2 separate regions of the Hordeum vulgare genome follow, and region 2 is linked to region 1. The links are chromatin contacts, called in public Hi-C maps. All regions are on one chromosome and are shown on one strand. Each heading gives the region's core, a stretch centred on a gene start, on an enhancer-like site or on the middle of the called end of the contact. The rest is flanking DNA. Distances are from core to core; before and after follow the strand shown. Region 1 holds the start of LOC123441212 (probable inactive receptor-like protein kinase At3g56050). Region 2 has its middle 150 kb from the start of LOC123412440.

Region 1 (5,804 bases), core at 2,475-4,974:
GTCTGTCAAGCCCCCAATTTTCTCATGCTTTGGAGACATTGCTCTTGCCATTGGTGAAAATTTTGAGAAATACCTGCCGTATGCTATGCCGATGCTTCAAGGGGCGGCTGAGCTTCTTGTTGTTTTGGATCAAAATGACGAGGATATGGTTGATTATGGTAACCAGCTCAGACGGGGAATTTTTGAGGCATACTCTGGCATACTACAGGGTCTAAAGGGCGCAAAAGCTCAGCTGATGATACCTTATGCAGGCCATCTATTGCAATTCACTGAAGCTGTCTACAAAGATGGGAGCAGGTCCACGTCATTTCTGTTTCCTTTCTTTTTTGTTACACGGGTGATTGGTTTCCTCTTCCTTAACATTATATGCACGTGTTTACTTTCAGGGATGAGAGCGTGACAAAAGCCGCCGTTGCTGTCCTGGGGGATCTTGCGGACACACTTGGGCCAATCTCTAAGGATCTGTTCAAGAGCCACCTCTTCCATGTTGAGTTCCTGAGGGAGTGCCTCGATCTGGATGATGAAGTGAGGGAGACGGCGTCATGGACCCAGGGGATGATAAACCAAGCGATAGTTTCTTAGACGAGAAACTATCTTACCTTGTCTTGTTATGGTGGATGTTTGGTTTTATTGATGCACCAAACGGAATTTGGGTTTGGCTCATATGAACAGAAGGGTACCAAAGTATATGTAGCGTCAGTCAGTCAGTAGGAACCTTGTCGTAGATGTCTTGGGTGGTTTTATTATTTTCAGTCTGTCAAGTCGTTGTGCGTCACATTCGACGGCAGTGGGGTTTACGTCTTGAACAGCTAAACTCATTATTATTGTATTCTACTCGGTTTGTGTTGCATGCTTGCACTCATGCTATGCTGCGGATGTCTCTTCTGCAGGGTGTTGTGCGTGCTGCAGTATGCAGTAGCTGCACTCAGGTTACAAAATCCGGACAAACTACAAGGTTTTTTTAGTGAAGCAAATACAAGCAGTACTCTGGCGCTATGCTACACCACATACACACACTGCGATCCCAACTGTTGGTACAACAACTGTTGTTGCAAACCTGAATGCTCAGCTCCTGTGTGAACTTCAGGTGGCCTCAGTGGATATGATCTCCAGCTCCGCCCACCACAGCGGCGACACCTTGGGGGTAGCTGCTTCCGGCGGCATGGCGGTGATCTCCCTCAACCACCTTGCGACCTCTGCCATGGCGGGTCGCCGCCTCGCCTCCCGGTCGGTGCAGGACCGTATCACGCTGTCCAGCCTGTTGACGGTCTCGGCCTGGAGGGTCGCGTTCCATCTTAGGCCAGGGTCCATGACGTCCCTCAGCTGTCTCTCCCCTCGGAGGAAGCTCGCCGCCCAGCCCTCCAGCAGGCCGCCCGCCGACGCCGTGAACCTGCCGGACATGATCTCCAGCAGCACCATGCCGTAGCTGTACACGACGCTCTCCCTGTCGGACAGCGCCAGGAGGGACTGCAGGCTCGCCATCTCCGTCCTGGTCGACGAGGCCGCCTCGTCGGAGCAGAAGAAGACGTCCGCGATCTTGGCCGCGAAGTCGTCTGTGAGGTACACGGTGGACGTGTCGAGCGTCTTGAGGATCTCCGGCGGGCTCAGCTGGTGCATGTGCTCCAGGCAGTAGGCGACCCCGACTGCCACCCGCAGCCGCGTCGGCCAGTCCAGGTGACCGTCCTCCCTCACTGCACGTGCACGGCAAGCAACACCATCGTTTCCTTAGTTAATCTGCCACAGCTCATGAAAAACATCGTCTCTTATGGATGGAACTCCACTAGCTTTACCATGGAGATGCTCGTAGAGAGTGCCGTTGGGAGCATACTCGAACACCATCATCCTCGTGAATGGCTGCTCTTCCTGACAGTAGCCCAGCAGGTTCACAAAGTTCTTGTGGTTAACTCTGGACAGGCTTGTTATCTGAAACAGCACAATTGCCATCATTAGTAGTAAGTTTATTTTCAGGGTAATACTAACTGATTTGTTCAGTTTCGTCCTAGCTTTGCAGCCCACCTTTTTCCTGAACTGGGTTTCGCACTGCTTGGACCACTCCTTGCCGGACTTCTTGGTCGTCGATATGACGGCGATCTCGACGCCGCTCGACAGCGTCCCCTTGTACATCATGTAATCCGACAGGCAGCCGATGACGTTGCTGAAGTCTTCGCAGGCGGCCTGGAGCTCCGACCTCTTGAGCGCCGGCACGCCTGCAGCCATCTCCCAATCACTTCCAAGAAAAAGAAGGGAGCCATGTAGCAGTAGAGATGGGACGCAGTTTTCAGGGACGGGGTGAACCTGTCACGAACGCTTTCTGCAGCTGCCCGCTCAGGCCGGTCGCCCACGGCCTGACGGTGACCACCTTGCTGGACCGGTAGCACAGGACCAACAGTGCCGCCGACATTGCCACAAGGAGGGAAGCTCCTGCTCCGGCGATGACATACATACGCCGCCTTGCAGGATCATGGCCCGCCGCCTCGCTCGACGCTTCTCCGACCGCCGCAGCGCCGTGGGTCACCACTGTCGCTGGCGCCGGTGGCACCGTGATGCTGTGCGCGGGCTCGTCGGCGTGCCGAGGCGGCACCGCCAGAGGCTTGGCGACAGCCGGCGCCGGCGCGGGAGCGCTTGACGGGGAGACAGCACCCTGCAACGGCGGTGAACTTGTTGTCGGCGTCGTTATCGGTGCCCATGGCCAGGGTGGCCACTGCGGGAACGCCGTCGACTGCTTGGACCTGTACCTGTTCGGTCGTGGTAGAGCTTCTCGGATGTGTACCGCTTGGTTTACCCGCCTGACAATGATTGGAGTCGGCAGATGAGAGTGAGCACAAGAGGCGAGGAACAATTGGACAAGGGACATGCACCAACCGGGGTTGCTCGGTGGTTCAGCTGTCCATCTCTGACAGCCGACACCCCATTCCCACCTCTCTATGCAACGCAATCTAAGAAGATGGCCGCGAAGAATGTTTTTGCAGTATTTTATGTGCTTTTTTTATCGGTTTCCTTGCAAATTTAAAAATGAAGAGTGGAATGTCACGATGACGAAACATGCAGACGAAGAAGTTTCCAAGCTACTCCACCTAATCGAAGAAAGGTTACACCCTATTCTCTCATAGTGACACTGAAATTCAGAGCATTCCTGAAACTGAACATGAAAAGTATGGTGAGAGAGATCTTACCGATCTGCGGGCCGTGCATCTTCCTCCCGGTGGTTCGCCCTTCCTACAGTGAGAGAGTTCGTACTTGTCATCACTATACATCTCAACTTGAAAGAAACGAAAACAAGCAAGTGGCAAAATTCAACTGAAAGAAAGGAAGGAGCTTGCTCTTATGACATGAACACACACAGGAATCAAATATCAGCAACGGTTATTCAGCGGCAGCAGCAGAGGTACAGTGACATACCTTGCTGAGCGTCGGAGCTGCAGGAGCCAAGGCTGAAACCGAAGGAGACGAGCAGCAGCAGCAGAAGCGCAGCCGTCGGGCAGCACAGTCTCCCCATGGACGGGCACGGACGGAGTAACGGAACGGGGAGAGAGGCCTGGGCTGGTTAAGCGTGCGTGCACAACAATATAGTGGAGCGATGGCGCGAGGGAGGGAGGAGAGGGCGAAGGGTCGGGGTCAAGAGGCAGATAACCGAGCAAGGAGCAGGAGGATTAATGGGTGGCCACCTGGAAGGAGAGGAGGGAGGGGGTCGCGTTGATGGCTTTGTTGTTTTGTTGGAGGCGTGACCACGGAATGCCACGCCGCCCACGGCGCGCCCCGATATAATCCTGCTTGCTTGGCCCTCTTCGGATGGATTAGAGCAAGTGCAACAGTATAGCCAGCTAGTGGCTATAAGCCATTGTCATGTCATTTACAATCTATTTATAGTCAATATATACAATAGTTCATTGCAAAAATGTACTACTTCTTTATTATATGGTCCATCTTTCATACTTACAAAATGCCTAGGAGCACGTGCTACAGCGTTTACCTTCCCTCTCCTCTTCTCTTTTCTCTAACTAAACAAAAATATATTAGTTTATTCCTTATAGCCAGCTGACTTAGCTCTATTGTACTTGCTCTTAGAGCGGTATGACCTACGACGAGCGTGCCCGCTCTCGGTCTCGGAGTCCAGTCTACCGCATTGGACAGCTCCAGGCAGAGGTGGAGGACGAAAAAAAATTAAGGTGTGGCGAAGTCTTAAGGAAATAATTCTTTTAGTGCAAATCGAAAGAGTCAATACACATTACAAATAAAAACCAAATACAATAAAAATGTAAACATGTTTGAATAAAAAACAACTTAAAACATACCGATAATGAAGCTTTCAATGACGTCTAGAAGACCCAGGTAATATAAATGCCCTACCCTCATTCTGAAAATCTTACTTAATTTTATCAAGTTCAATACTTTTGAAGATCTCTCGCTCAATACTCTCTCTGTCACGGTTTAGAGGGCACGCTTGAAAAATCACTGGGATCAAGGTAGTCACCGATTGGTTGTGAGATGTAGCAGGTGTAGATGCTAATGCGCCTAATCAACTGAGAAAATACTAGTACTAATGCTTGAGCAGCAAATTGGGATGAAACATGCATGAGTAGTACCAGTACTAATTAATAAGAATAATTGCTTTCGCACCTTAAACCTTGTTTATTTTAAAAACGCACGCAAGTTTAACCGTGTCTTCTGAACCGTGACAGAGAAAATATAACAAACCATCAAGTCATTAAGTCATCCAGCGATGTGGTGGGCACGGGGCAGGTACGCACCAAGTATCCAGGCTCGCCTCTTTTGGTTGTGTTAATTGAGACATTGAGTCATTAGTTATTAGCATTACCAGTATTAATTTTTTTTGCTCCAAATCAAGGTATGGCAAGTGCCATACCTTGCCCACCGGGGAGCTCCGCCACTGGCTCCAGGTGAAAACAAAAGCTAAACGCGTCGTCTGTCGCGGCGGGGATGCTCTGATCTGGGCGTTCGGGCTCACACGCTCGATCTTAGACTACCCACAATAAAAATAACATAGGTAATAACATAAGTACCACTTAAGCAAAAAAGTATGATGTGACAACTAATAAATAAGAAGAGAGATAAACTGAGTAAATTAGAGGGTGCTTGGATCCAAGGGACTTATTTTAGTCTGACTAAAAATAGTCTCTTTAAGAGGCTAAAGTTTCAAGCACCCGTGACTAAAGATGGGCTAAAACTAGTCTTGAGACTAATTTTTTTTAGTGAGGGGCACCCCTACTAAAATGTGGATTAGTCCTCCTTTTCCTTATTTAACTCCTCTTTTTTGACACAGGCGAGTTCTGGATTGGAGGGTTTGGAGGATAATAAATGCTCATTAACTTGATTTTAGTCTCTTTAGTATTTGGATCCAAACATGGGTGAGGCTAGCAAATTAGTCCCACTACTTTTAGTCATGGGACTAAAACGTATTCAAGCACCCTCTTAGCATGTTACTACCTTTATAAGTAACATAGCGGGTACCAAGGGAAGATGAGTCTATAGCCTAATAAATGATAGGCTCAATGTTACTACCCCTATGTTACTATCCACTATGGATGTAGTAACTTAGACTAGTGACATATATATGTTACTACTCTATGTTACTCTCCATTATGAGTAGTCAATAGAATAGAATCGTCCAAGTCGGCCGAGCACCACCTACCGTGGTTTCATTATTATTTTTTCAATATTTTTAATAAAAAAATCAGAAAATGTATGTCCTACTTAAAAAAAACTATCACCTGTTGGGGGAACGTCGCATGGGAAACAAAATTTTTCCTACGCGCACGAAGACCTATCATGGTGATGTCCATCTA
Region 2 (5,356 bases), core at 1,868-4,367, 530 kb after region 1:
ATTTCAATATATTGAGAGTATGATCAGCCCCGATGGCAGTGGTTTGACTAACTCAAAAACTAACAAAACCTTATACTCCTTATCATCAAGTCAGTGACATTATGCATTAAGATCACGGTTACTTGGCCTGAATGATTTGTGCTTCTTCTTGGGGCGTGATTCTTTGCTACGAGGCTCGTTTTTTCGCATTTTCCTGTACTTTACCCTTTATGAATTCCGTTTCTGTCTTCTGCAACAGTGCAGATTCACAATGATGGGATAACCATCCTAATACAGTAGCAACATCCCAACTACATTTCTAAGTTTAAATGGCCAAACATGGTATTGTTCAATACTACGTGACACTCCAGTTCAATCAAAACTATGGAGCTCCGGTCTAGTTCAGTTTATCTATAACAGAATAGAAACAGGGCCATCGCCGTTGGCGGGATCTAAGAAGATATTTTACTGTTGTTCCTCCTATGTAGCCGTGAGCTCCTCCTCTTTCTCTCCACCATCCACATGGCCTTCTTCTCATCATATACCATGATATCCACCTCCTCCTTGAATTGATCTCACCGCAGAGCAACAGTCTCCACCATCAACCTACATCGCCCTTCAGTATGCAAGCTCCTCTCCTGTTTATTTTCCTTTGTCTTATTTCTCTTCTTCTGCCTCGCTCCCAAAAACCAAGAACCTAGCCCTAGAAATACTGAAATTCGTGAAGGAGGAGGAAGGTGAGGGAGATCTTACAGGCAAGAAGAAAGCCGACGGTGGAGAGTGATGACGGAGAAGGACATTGTCGTCGCCGTGCTCGCGCGTATCATGGCACCGTCTACAGCTCCTCCTGGTCGCCACCGCATCAGAGAGGCGAGGGGGGCGGGGGGTACTTCACGAGGGAGAGAGGGGAGTAGCCCTACCCTCGCCTCCCGTTGGTCCCTCCGGCGCCGCTGCTATCGCCGCCGCCGCAATTTCTAAAGAGGAGATGGGTCGGGGTGAGAGGAACACATGTCCGAGCCCGTGAAAACCGCTCACATGAAAAGGTTCGTGTACGGGCCTACGGGGTGAGTGGGCTAGCTCCTAGCGACCAGCCAAAGCCCAACCGTTTCCATCTGACATAATTTTACAGTGGGCAAACCTAATTTTACACTCGCGAATATTATGCAGGGCCGCTCCCTCGGTCGATTGACTTGGGTGAGGAATTACTTATTCCTCACCCAGGATTGTTAATAGACTTTCTATATCATATTGATTGACTATTCGTCATCCTGAATGAGGATTGGTTATTCTTTGCCCCCTCTATTTTCATATCAATGCATCGTAATTTACGTTTCGTCAATGTTATCTTATTTCATACATAAAAACATACCGTAAGAAATATATAGTCACCCTAAAAAATAATTTGTGTCGCGTAAAATTATAAACACAAAAACATAGTGTAAAAATATATATAACACCATTTTTCTGGTGTTATGACCTATATTTTTGTTTTCTTATGTCACACTTTACATGGTGAATCAATATAAATGTAACTTTTTGCATTTCAAAATTAATTTATTTATGAAACAATCGTAAAATTACCTCGGATGAAGAATAACTTATTCTGCATCCTGGATGGTGAATAGACTTTATATATATATATATATATAAATATATAGAAACTCTATTCATCACCCAGGGTGCAAAATAGTTTATTCTTCACCCGAGATAATCTTATGATCAATTTACAAATAAATTATATTTGAAATACAAATATTTACATTTATATTGAATCACTACGTAAAATTTGACAAAAGAAAACAAAAATATAGGTCACAAGACCAAAAAAATTGAGTTTGTTGTATTTTTTGCACTATTTTTGTATGGTCGTAATTTTACATGACATAAAATATTTTTACATTAATTATATTTTTATGATATCTTTTTACGTATAAAATAAGACAAAATTTACGGAACGTAAAATTACGGTGCATTGATGTTAAAATAGAGGGGGTGAAGAATAACTATTCCTCACGCAGGGTGACGAATAGCGCGACCCAATATATAGAAACTGAAAATGAGCGAACTTGTGAGAAAACTAAGCGAACTTCTGAAACATTTATTAAACTCACATTTTTTTTTCAAATTCTTGATTTTTTTGTGTGAAATAAATGTTTTTTTAAATCTGAATACTGATTTTTTTCTTGAAAATGAGCGAACTTGTGAGAAAACTAAGCGAGGAGGTGGGCTAACCTTAATGGGCAATAGCCTGGCATGCGCATGAGCGCGTTTCTCCGAGCACCAATTCGCCAATTAGTGCTTAAGATGTTGAGGAGGCACGACGGCTGATGGTTTAATTGCTTGTTGTGCACTTGTGTTTGCTACATATGCTAGCGCAAACTAGTCTCGTCTGGGTCAGGGGCGAATCCAGTGCTGCCCCCACAAAAATTTTAGCGCACTTTTAATATGCAAAGCTAAATAATGATTTATCCCCACTTAGCAATCCATTTAGTACATCTTTACCCCTCTAAAAATTGATCTTGGGTCCACCCTTGCCATGGGTGGTGGTAGGCTATTGCATACAATATGGCCTGGAGGTGCGGGAGCTATATCTTGACAATCGCGAGACCGAGGGGACTTCTATGTGGCGCTTGACGCGCCACTAGGGGAACGGGCGCCTGCAGCGGCCTTCTTCGCGGGGCGGCCCATATTAAATTCGTTGGTTATTGAAAAATTGATAAAAAGTTCATAGAATTTTCAAAAAGTTCAGATTTGTGAAAAAGATTCAGTGATTATGGAAAAAAGTTCACCGATTTTTGGAAATATGTTCATGAATTTTCGAAAAGTTCACAGAATTCGAAAAAAAGTTCACCAATTTTGAAAAAAGGTCATAAAGTTTTAAAATAGTTCACTGATTTCAACAAAAGTTCATCAATTTTAAATTATGTTTATCACTTTTCAAAAAAGTTCATCGATTCAAAAAAAAAGTTCAACGATTTTCAAAAAAGTTCACCGATTTCAAAAAATGTTCACGGGTTAAAACAGTTCACGGGCTAAAAGAGTTCATGAAAAACTTTTAGATGGGACGGCCCATTGCGGAGCGCTGCAGGCGCCGATTAGCACATTTTGCCTTTAACCGGCGCTTGTGGCATTAAATAGGGTTTGCCGAGACCGAGTTCCTTCCTGGATGTAGGTGAGCAGCAAGATGGGCCGGCCAAATTGACACATACATGGAGCGGTGTTGTGACCAGTTCATGCAAAATACCATCAATTTTTGACATGTTTTGGGAATGTTCGTTGCAATTTTTCTTTTTATCCTTTTACATTGTTTTTACATTTTGTGCATTTTATTTTTGTTTTTATTGTTTCCTTTTGTTCAAATACATGTCTAATGTTTAATACACGTTTTAGTTTTTCTATACATGTGTAACATGTATCAACATGTTGAATATTTCTAAAGATCTTTGCTAACTTCTGACTGTTTGAAAGTTAAGCAATAGATCTGAACACCTCCTCTAATCGCTTATTAATCGCGCATGCATGGACTTTCTCAACGGGCATGTAGGCTTCGAACGTTAGCTGCATGCGGAAAAAATAAAAGCTGATGCCAGCAAAGATTTCATCTAAAAATAAAATTTCAAAATATTTTGTAGCTCAAACCGTTTGTCCGATTATAAAATCGCTTTTACATAAAAGATTCATTGCGACGAGACCTTCAGAACTAGATCAGACTTTTTTTCTCAGGTCAAAAGTTATCAGACCTAGGCAAAATAAGTTATCACGTCTGTGGTGTGTTAGTTAGCATCTTGTTTACATACAAATTACCGGGGCATAAAAATGGCTCCTCCAACATTCTCTCCATGGGCAAATGTGCTAGAGCACAAAAAAGATGATGTCATTGTACATTCTCACTATTTAGATTCTTTCCTATTTCGAAACTTCAAAATTTTCTATAGTGCAAATCGGGTCAAAGTTACTATGGGGTGTACATAAGTTATCATATCTTCGGGATGTAAAATACCATGTTATTTGCACAGAATTTAACATGATATGTTTCAACAACTCCCCACCCGCACCCTCTTGGCCGATGTTACCTGGACCGGGGTACATAAGTTATCAGGTCTTGATTTGTGAGTTATCAGTCACATAAAAGTTAATGAGGTGATATTTCATCAACTCACAGCCCCTGCCCCCGTCGTCAAAGTTAACAGGACCAGGGTACATAAGTTATCAGTTCTGCGAATTACGAGTTACCATGCTATTCATACACTCCCCAACCCCTAAAGTTATCAGGGCCTGGGTGTGTGAGTTATCAGGTATACGATGTGTGAGTTACCATGTTATTCATAAAAAAGATATCAAGGGTATGTTTACACTAGTTTGTTTTAGGGTAAAAAATGCTACCATGATATTTATATATAAACTATCATGTTTGTGGTGCGTATAGTTATCGGGCTCGTTAAAAGAATTTACCGAGGGAGGACACACGAGAAAAAGACTGATGTTCGAATTTTATAGGAGCAAAACATTTATTTATGTAGAAAAATATTCATCACTAGAAAAAAGAGACAGGTGGAGTACAAAACACGTTGCATCAGTCCATTAAAAAACTTCGAGCAAATGGTTTTGTCCTCACGTCAAAGACACTGTGGCCTTCCTTTCTCGCTATGACTTACTAAGGTACAAGTATGAGTTAATATGTACATGAAACATAACAGTTACTGATCTCATCTGGTAGCGCGTCATAGCCACAACCAACAGGTTGTGTGTTTGAACCCTAGTAGTGGCTATTTTCCTCTTAGCTCTTTTTACGCGAGGGCAGAAGTGGATTGAGCGACTCAAGAATCGTACACGCGAGAACAGAAGCGGATTGAGCGGCTCAAGAATCGTGCGTTAGCTTAGTCGATTTCTAAATACATGATAAATATTTGTCAAATACATGTTTGAACATTGTTTTGAATAAATGTTAAATATTTTTGAAATACATGTTGATCATTGTTTGAATTCTAGAAAAAAATTATATTATTTGAATACATTTATAATACATATATTTTCAAACTTCAAGAAGATATTTTTGAATTGTAGCAAACATTGTATAAACATTTGAAATTGCAGGAAACATTGTACAAAGATTCTTTTTGGACTGGTACTAAGAACTTTTAAAGATGCATGAAATTTTATTTTACTCTTCTTAAACCTTTTTAAATGTGCGATGAACACTTAAAAAATAAAAGTATATTTATTTATAATATTTTAAAATATAAAGAAAATAAAAAGAAGAAAAGGTGCGTGGCTCCTTTGTAGATTTTTTTTTTGAGAAATTGGCTTCTAAGTAGATTTATTTTTTGAGGATTCTATGTAGATGTGCATGTACATATAGTACGTGATCACAACGAAC

Evidence for each region. A called contact is a pair of places that touch in the nucleus more often than the background predicts.
Region 2: a contact with region 1 is called in a Hi-C map of leaf, with 4 times the contacts expected there. The contact joins the enhancer-like site here to the promoter of LOC123441212 in region 1. A contact is called at or near these places in 2 of 6 Hi-C or Micro-C datasets (leaf and seedling).

Annotation. Positions count from the first base shown.
Region 1 is chr1H:411,401,703-411,407,506 of MorexV3_pseudomolecules_assembly, forward strand. It overlaps LOC123441212 (probable inactive receptor-like protein kinase At3g56050), which reads right to left and starts at 3,725. Exons shown (of 6, transcript XM_045117708.1): 1 at 3,400-3,725; 2 at 3,174-3,216; 3 at 2,296-2,786; 4 at 2,017-2,207; 5 at 1,791-1,923; 6 at 868-1,691. The coding sequence starts at 3,496. The coding sequence ends at 1,084. LOC123441193 (importin subunit beta-1-like) reads left to right here. Exons shown (of 3, transcript XM_045117704.1): 2 at 1-297; 3 at 387-850. The coding sequence ends at 582.
Region 2 is chr1H:411,935,639-411,940,994 of MorexV3_pseudomolecules_assembly, forward strand. No RefSeq gene overlaps it. Among protein-coding and RNA genes, the nearest start is that of LOC123412440, 150 kb to the left of the region's middle. Within about 2 kb of position 3,118, at least 1 of the 3 cell types and tissues checked has open chromatin away from gene starts, as enhancers often do. A contact at or near this core is called in leaf, where this site is marked.